2 separate regions of the Callithrix jacchus genome follow, and region 2 is linked to region 1. A link is a contact called in public Hi-C data. All regions are on one chromosome and are shown on one strand. Each heading gives the region's core, a stretch centred on a gene start, on an enhancer-like site or on the middle of the called end of the contact. The rest is flanking DNA. Distances are from core to core; before and after follow the strand shown. Region 1 overlaps LOC144578749 (a long non-coding RNA gene). Region 2 holds the start of MXI1 (MAX interactor 1, dimerization protein).

What was found. A called contact is a pair of places that touch in the nucleus more often than the background predicts.
Region 2: a contact with region 1 is called in a Hi-C map of skeletal muscle, with 2.3 times the contacts expected there. The contact joins the promoter of MXI1 here to the enhancer-like site in region 1. A contact is called at or near these places in 2 of 3 Hi-C or Micro-C datasets (both in skeletal muscle).

What each region holds. Positions count from the first base shown.
Region 1 is chr12:103,096,218-103,098,748 of calJac240_pri, reverse strand. The region is part of intron 2 of LOC144578749 (a long non-coding RNA gene); the gene reads right to left. Among named protein-coding and RNA genes, the nearest start is that of MXI1, 55 kb to the left of the region's middle. Within about 2 kb of position 1,273, at least 6 of the 16 cell types and tissues checked have an H3K27ac peak or open chromatin away from gene starts, as enhancers often do. A contact at or near this core is called in skeletal muscle, where this site is marked.
Region 2 is chr12:103,151,080-103,153,610 of calJac240_pri, reverse strand. MXI1 (MAX interactor 1, dimerization protein) reads right to left here and starts at 1,266. Exons shown (of 6, transcript XM_002756588.6): 1 at 789-1,266. The coding sequence starts at 1,062. LOC144578535 reads left to right here. Exons shown (of 5, transcript XM_078344116.1): 5 at 359-658. The coding sequence ends at 597.

The DNA.
Region 1 (2,531 bases), core at 24-2,523:
ACCAGGCTCTCCCAAGCAGCTTTGAGCCTCTCCCTGAGCTCTACTACCAGTGGGGCTGTTAGAGAGCCCAGCTCCTTGCAGGAAAACTTCATGTTCACACTGAATGGAGCTGTCCCAGGGCCTCCCTCACAGGCGAGCTGAGAGGTGGTGTGGAGAACAAGTTGGGAGCTTGGATTCCTCGCCTGGTGGTGCCCAGGGGAGGGGACGCCAGGCCCAGACTCTCAAGCTGCCAGGCCTCACACAGAAGGGGGAACCCTGGCTTCTCCTCTCCCCCAGGCCACACCTCCCATGGCCCCTTCATGTGCACGTTGGCCTTTGTCCACCAGGCCCTGCTCACTTGGCTTAAAGTTAGCAGAGGCCCAGATGGGGACATGGCAGGAAGCCATCTGGTCTTCTCCCAAGACTCTCAGCCCCCCACCCTCCCAATGCCTCAGCCTGCCTTGTCCCCACGACCCCCTGCTTCTCTGTCCCAAAGTCTTTATCCGTGTTTACTATCTGTCAATTAGGCGGCCTCAATACCCTGTGCATGGAAAGCCAGCCAGCCAAGCGTGGTAATCCCTCGGCCCCCTCCCCATGCATCTTCCCCTCTGGGCTGGGGGAGAGGGCAGGAGGAGGAGGAAGGCGGTCTGCAGTTTCCCCTCAAGTGAAAAGTGACCGTGGCATGGTCTCTGCTGTCAACAGTTTTTCCCTCACTGCAGGCCCCTCCCAGGCCACAGCTGGAGTGGGCAGAGGTCGTGGTGAGGAGAGACAGCAGCAAGCAGGAGCCTGGGAGTGAGGGGTAGGCAGGGGCCAGAGGCGTGGGGTGTGGCTGCCATGAGACACAGGCTCCTGACTCAGGGCCTGGCTCGGTTCACCTTTCCGGCTGGAAGTGTTCCAGGCCACGGGCAGGTGTGTCTAGTGGCTCCTCCCCAAGGGAGGGCCAGGCTCAGCCACATCTCTCTGGCCACTCCGAGGCCTCCATCCACATAAAAGGAAGAGGGAGAGAAAGAATCAAAGTGGAAGAGGAAGGAGACAGGGAGAGAGGTGGTGCAGGGGGACTGGGGACAGAGGGCGAGTCCCAGGAGGGGCCTCTCGTGCCCTCCAGTGATAGCAACTGGATGCCTGCTGTGGGACCCTCCAGCACCAGGCGCCAACTCACACTCCCTTCATCCCAGCCTCAGCTCCAAGAGGAAGAGGGGCTCATCCCTACGCTACAGCTGAGAACACCAAGCTCAGGGAAAACACTCAGGCTGGTCCTTGGCAAAACTTCCAGCTCCACAGTTCTTCCCAATCAGCCTCCATCACAGCCCAGTGCCTCCCTACCAGGTGGGGATCCGCCTTCTTGCGGGACACAGGCTGTCTGATTTTCAGGCGCCTGATTTGTTCTGGAAAAGCCTGCCTTGCTGTAGGGATCACAGGAGCTGCCCTACCAGCTTCCCACGGTAGGAGGGCCCAGGCTTCGTCCATCCCCAGCGAGGGGGCGGAGCACAGCAGAGGCACAGAAGAGCCACGGACTGGGGGTCGCAAGCTCTGAAGAGGCGGCTTTTCTCAGGAGAGAGACAGTGGCTTAAAGGGCTCAGGAGTCAGACACCTGCCTTTGAGTCCTGACCCCACTTACTCGCCACCAGTTTGAGCAAGATGTTTAGCCTCCCGTGCCGGTGGTTCCTCCCTCCTAAGGCAGAGTAGGTGGTAACGGTGCCCATCCCGTGGGGGTGTCGTGGGAGGGTGATAGTCCAGGCAAAAAGCCTCCAGAGCCCTGCCTTAGACTTGCAGGTGCTCCAGACGTGCTGGTGGAATTGATCACTTTCGTACTTTCTCCCCTACGATGATCTCTCCCAGGGCCTATGCAGCATACTGTTGGGGTCTTGGGATGACACAGCTGTCACCAGGGCAGTGGGCCACCAGGCAAAAGTTTTTACATCTGCACACAACAGGGACCGGCACTGACTCCTGACTACCCTCCTGGTAGGATGTGGACTCCCCCTGCTTTGCTCATCAATGTCAAGTGTCCTGGGGCCTTGCGAATGAGGGATAAACCCCATCTAAGAGGACAGGGAAAATTCAAGTTGAATTGCTGGCCCTAAAGCCAGGATGCAGGTCTGAGGAGAAGGCGGGTAGCTGGCATGGAAGCTAGTTTATAGGCTTGGTCCCCCCCAGAGTCTCCCTCTATCACAGTCAGTGGTGGCTCTGATCCATCCTGTAAAGCCCCTACTCAGAGGGTGGCCTGCCCCACACACGCGCTGTTCCAGCCAGGGTGGCCGAGACCTGGTCCTTCTATGTGAGCTACCAACTTGGTGCCCCAGCCTGCTGATCCCCTCTCAGTATCTGCTGCTTCTTTCCCTAGAGAGGAGTTGAGCACATAGAGAGGGTGGACGGCCAAATGGGGTGGGGTGGGGTGGGGTGTGAACACGCTTCCAACACACAACCACACCCGGAAAGGCCCTGCTGTTAACCAGATTGCCATCTCTGGCAACCAATGGATGCTAGAGGTCTCAATGCCTTCCTCCACCTCAAAGTGTTTCATCAGAGCCTTCTTCTTCTTTTTTTTTTTT
Region 2 (2,531 bases), core at 17-2,516, 55 kb before region 1:
CAAAGTTTCCTTCTAGCCGCGTCCCCACGGCCAAGTTTCTCGGGCTCAGGACGGCGTGTCCAGGGCGAGCTGCTGGCGTTGCCTGGCCCCGCCGGCCTCTTTTTGGGGGGGGGTTGGCGGTGGCACCCCAGGACAACGGAGGTGCAGGGGGACTGTGTCCGTGGACATGATGGCCTGAGCCCAGTCCTGCTGCGAGAGGAAAGGAAAAAGGCGAAGGAGGAGAGACACACAGCCGAGCCCACGCCGTGGAGAGCTGTTTGGTTGTTATTGTTGTAGTGTGTGTCTGTGTGTTTTCTTTCTGGAACCTCTGAGCTCTGCCTATGGTTTCCAACTTTCTTCTAATCCCCACCCCATCCAGGAACGAGCGACAGAAAAACAACACTTGTCTGCCTGAGAAGGCTCCGGAAAGAAAAAGAAAAGAAAAAGGAAGAAAGGCGACCTCAAAGAGATGAGCTCTCGGCTCAGTTGTCAGCAAACAACAACACTCCCCCGCTCCTCCGCGGGGCCATCCTCCCAGCCCCAGCCCGCCGGAGACGGACAGACCGACGCACCGACAGGCCCCTGTCTCCTCCTTGCCGGTCTTTGTTACATCTTTAGCAGCTTTGTGCGTGCGTGTCCTTTCTCCAGTGTCATCGGCTTTACTGCCAAGGGCTGGATGTGTGTATGTTGGGGGCTGGCGGAGCGGGGGGGGGGGCGGGGGGAGGCGCTGGCCGAGCTCGCTACAGGGATCGCCCAAGTGGGCGAGAAAGAGTCGGGCGCCGAGGAAGAGCAGGGGCCCCCAAACTTACTTTTGTTTTCTTTCTCGATCTGCTCCAGGTAGCTGGCGGCCTCGAGCAGAATCTGCACGTTCTGCAGAAAAGTGTTGATGTGCTTCTCCATCGAGTTCTCGCTGGTGTTGAAAATGTCCGAGAAGGGGCACCTGGGCTTGGCCCCGGCGGGCTCCTCGGGCAGAGCCGGGGTCTGGGGCGCGGCCACGGCGGGGGGCACAGCCGGGGGCGCGGCGGGGGCCAGCCCCGCGCCCTCGCAGCGCGCCTCCTTGCGCGGCCGCCCGCGTTTGCCCATGGAGGAACGGGGGTCCGCCGAGCTCCTCCTCTAACGGGGCTGCGCGGCCCGGCCGAGCTCCGGGCCCCCAGGGAGACCCGGCCGGCTGGAGCGGAGAAGGCGCCGGGGCGAGGAGCCGGCCTGACTTCCCGAGCCTCGCTGCCTGCAGTTGTGTGTGTGAGTGTATGGGAGTGTGTGTCGGTCTCGCTGTGGGTCTGTGTGTATGAGAGATTGAATGAACCTACAGGACAGACGGAGGCGCTCTGGCGCCTGGGTCCTAGTGCGAGCCTATCGCCACGGACCGGTCAAAATAAAAGGTGGAGACTAGCGAGGCAGGAACCGCCCCTGGCCGCCCCGCAGCCTTCTCTGCCTCTCCCCAAGTCTTTCCACAGAGTAGAACATTGTGTTTTAACAGAAATGGAAAAAAAATACGTGATGTCTCTGCTTGCACCTCCATAAAAACAAATTTTTTCACAGAAAAAAGCTCAAAAAGTGTTCAGCACAATGCCAGGCACATAGTTAGGTCCCCATACATGGCTGCTATGACTTAAATAAGAGCCCTCAATCCAAATGGGAAGAAGGGAACCATGTATGTAACCAGAAGACCCCCGCCCCCCACACAAACACTCCTACACACAGACACACGTGCATACGTAATCACGCACACACTTGCAGGCACCTGTGTGTGCCTTCACACAGCCAAATGAAATCCCAGGCCGCCCAAATCCGAGTTACAGATTTACTCACTCCTTTCTCCCTTCAAATGCAAAGTTATTTTCCAGAAGTAGGAGGAGATGTCAGCATGCCTCTCCACACTCCTCTCCCCAGCCTTGGTTCAGCTGTGCAAAGCTCACACCAGGATACCTCCACACCTGGCTCCCTTTTATTTGACCGAGAGGCAGAAGTGGCAGCTTAGGAACCACCCTCCTGCCTCCCTCACTGAATTCCACCTTTTGCCTCTGAAGACCCCTACCCCAGCTGACATTGTTTCACTGCCATTGCTGTCAGCAGTCATGGCTGCTCTCCAGCCCTGGGAAGTACTGGAGGCCTCAGGGGATAATTAATAATTGGCTGCTCTAGAGTGCCAAAGAAAAAGGTTCAAATCCCACCTCTGCTGCATACAGACTGTGTAAGCTTGGACAAGTCCCTTAACCTCTCTTGGCCTAAGTTTTCACATCACTGAAATGTCTGATAAGATGCTTGTATATTAAATTGTATCTGACTTAGCACACTCTGGCCCATGGTAAGATCTTTTTCTTCCAACCCAAACCCAGGCCAGGGCCTGAGTCCCCTATTCTGATACAACTTGTATCTAAGAAAGGAACAAGATGTAGTGAACAAGACTCTTCTGCACTTCCTTGGAAAATATCTCTATGACAAGCCCATCTAAATATGGTTACTTTGCAAGGCCACCTGGAGTTTTCCTCCAGGGGAACCATTTATATAGAGGACACAGGCAATGCTGCCCCCTGGAGGTGTGCGATGCAGCC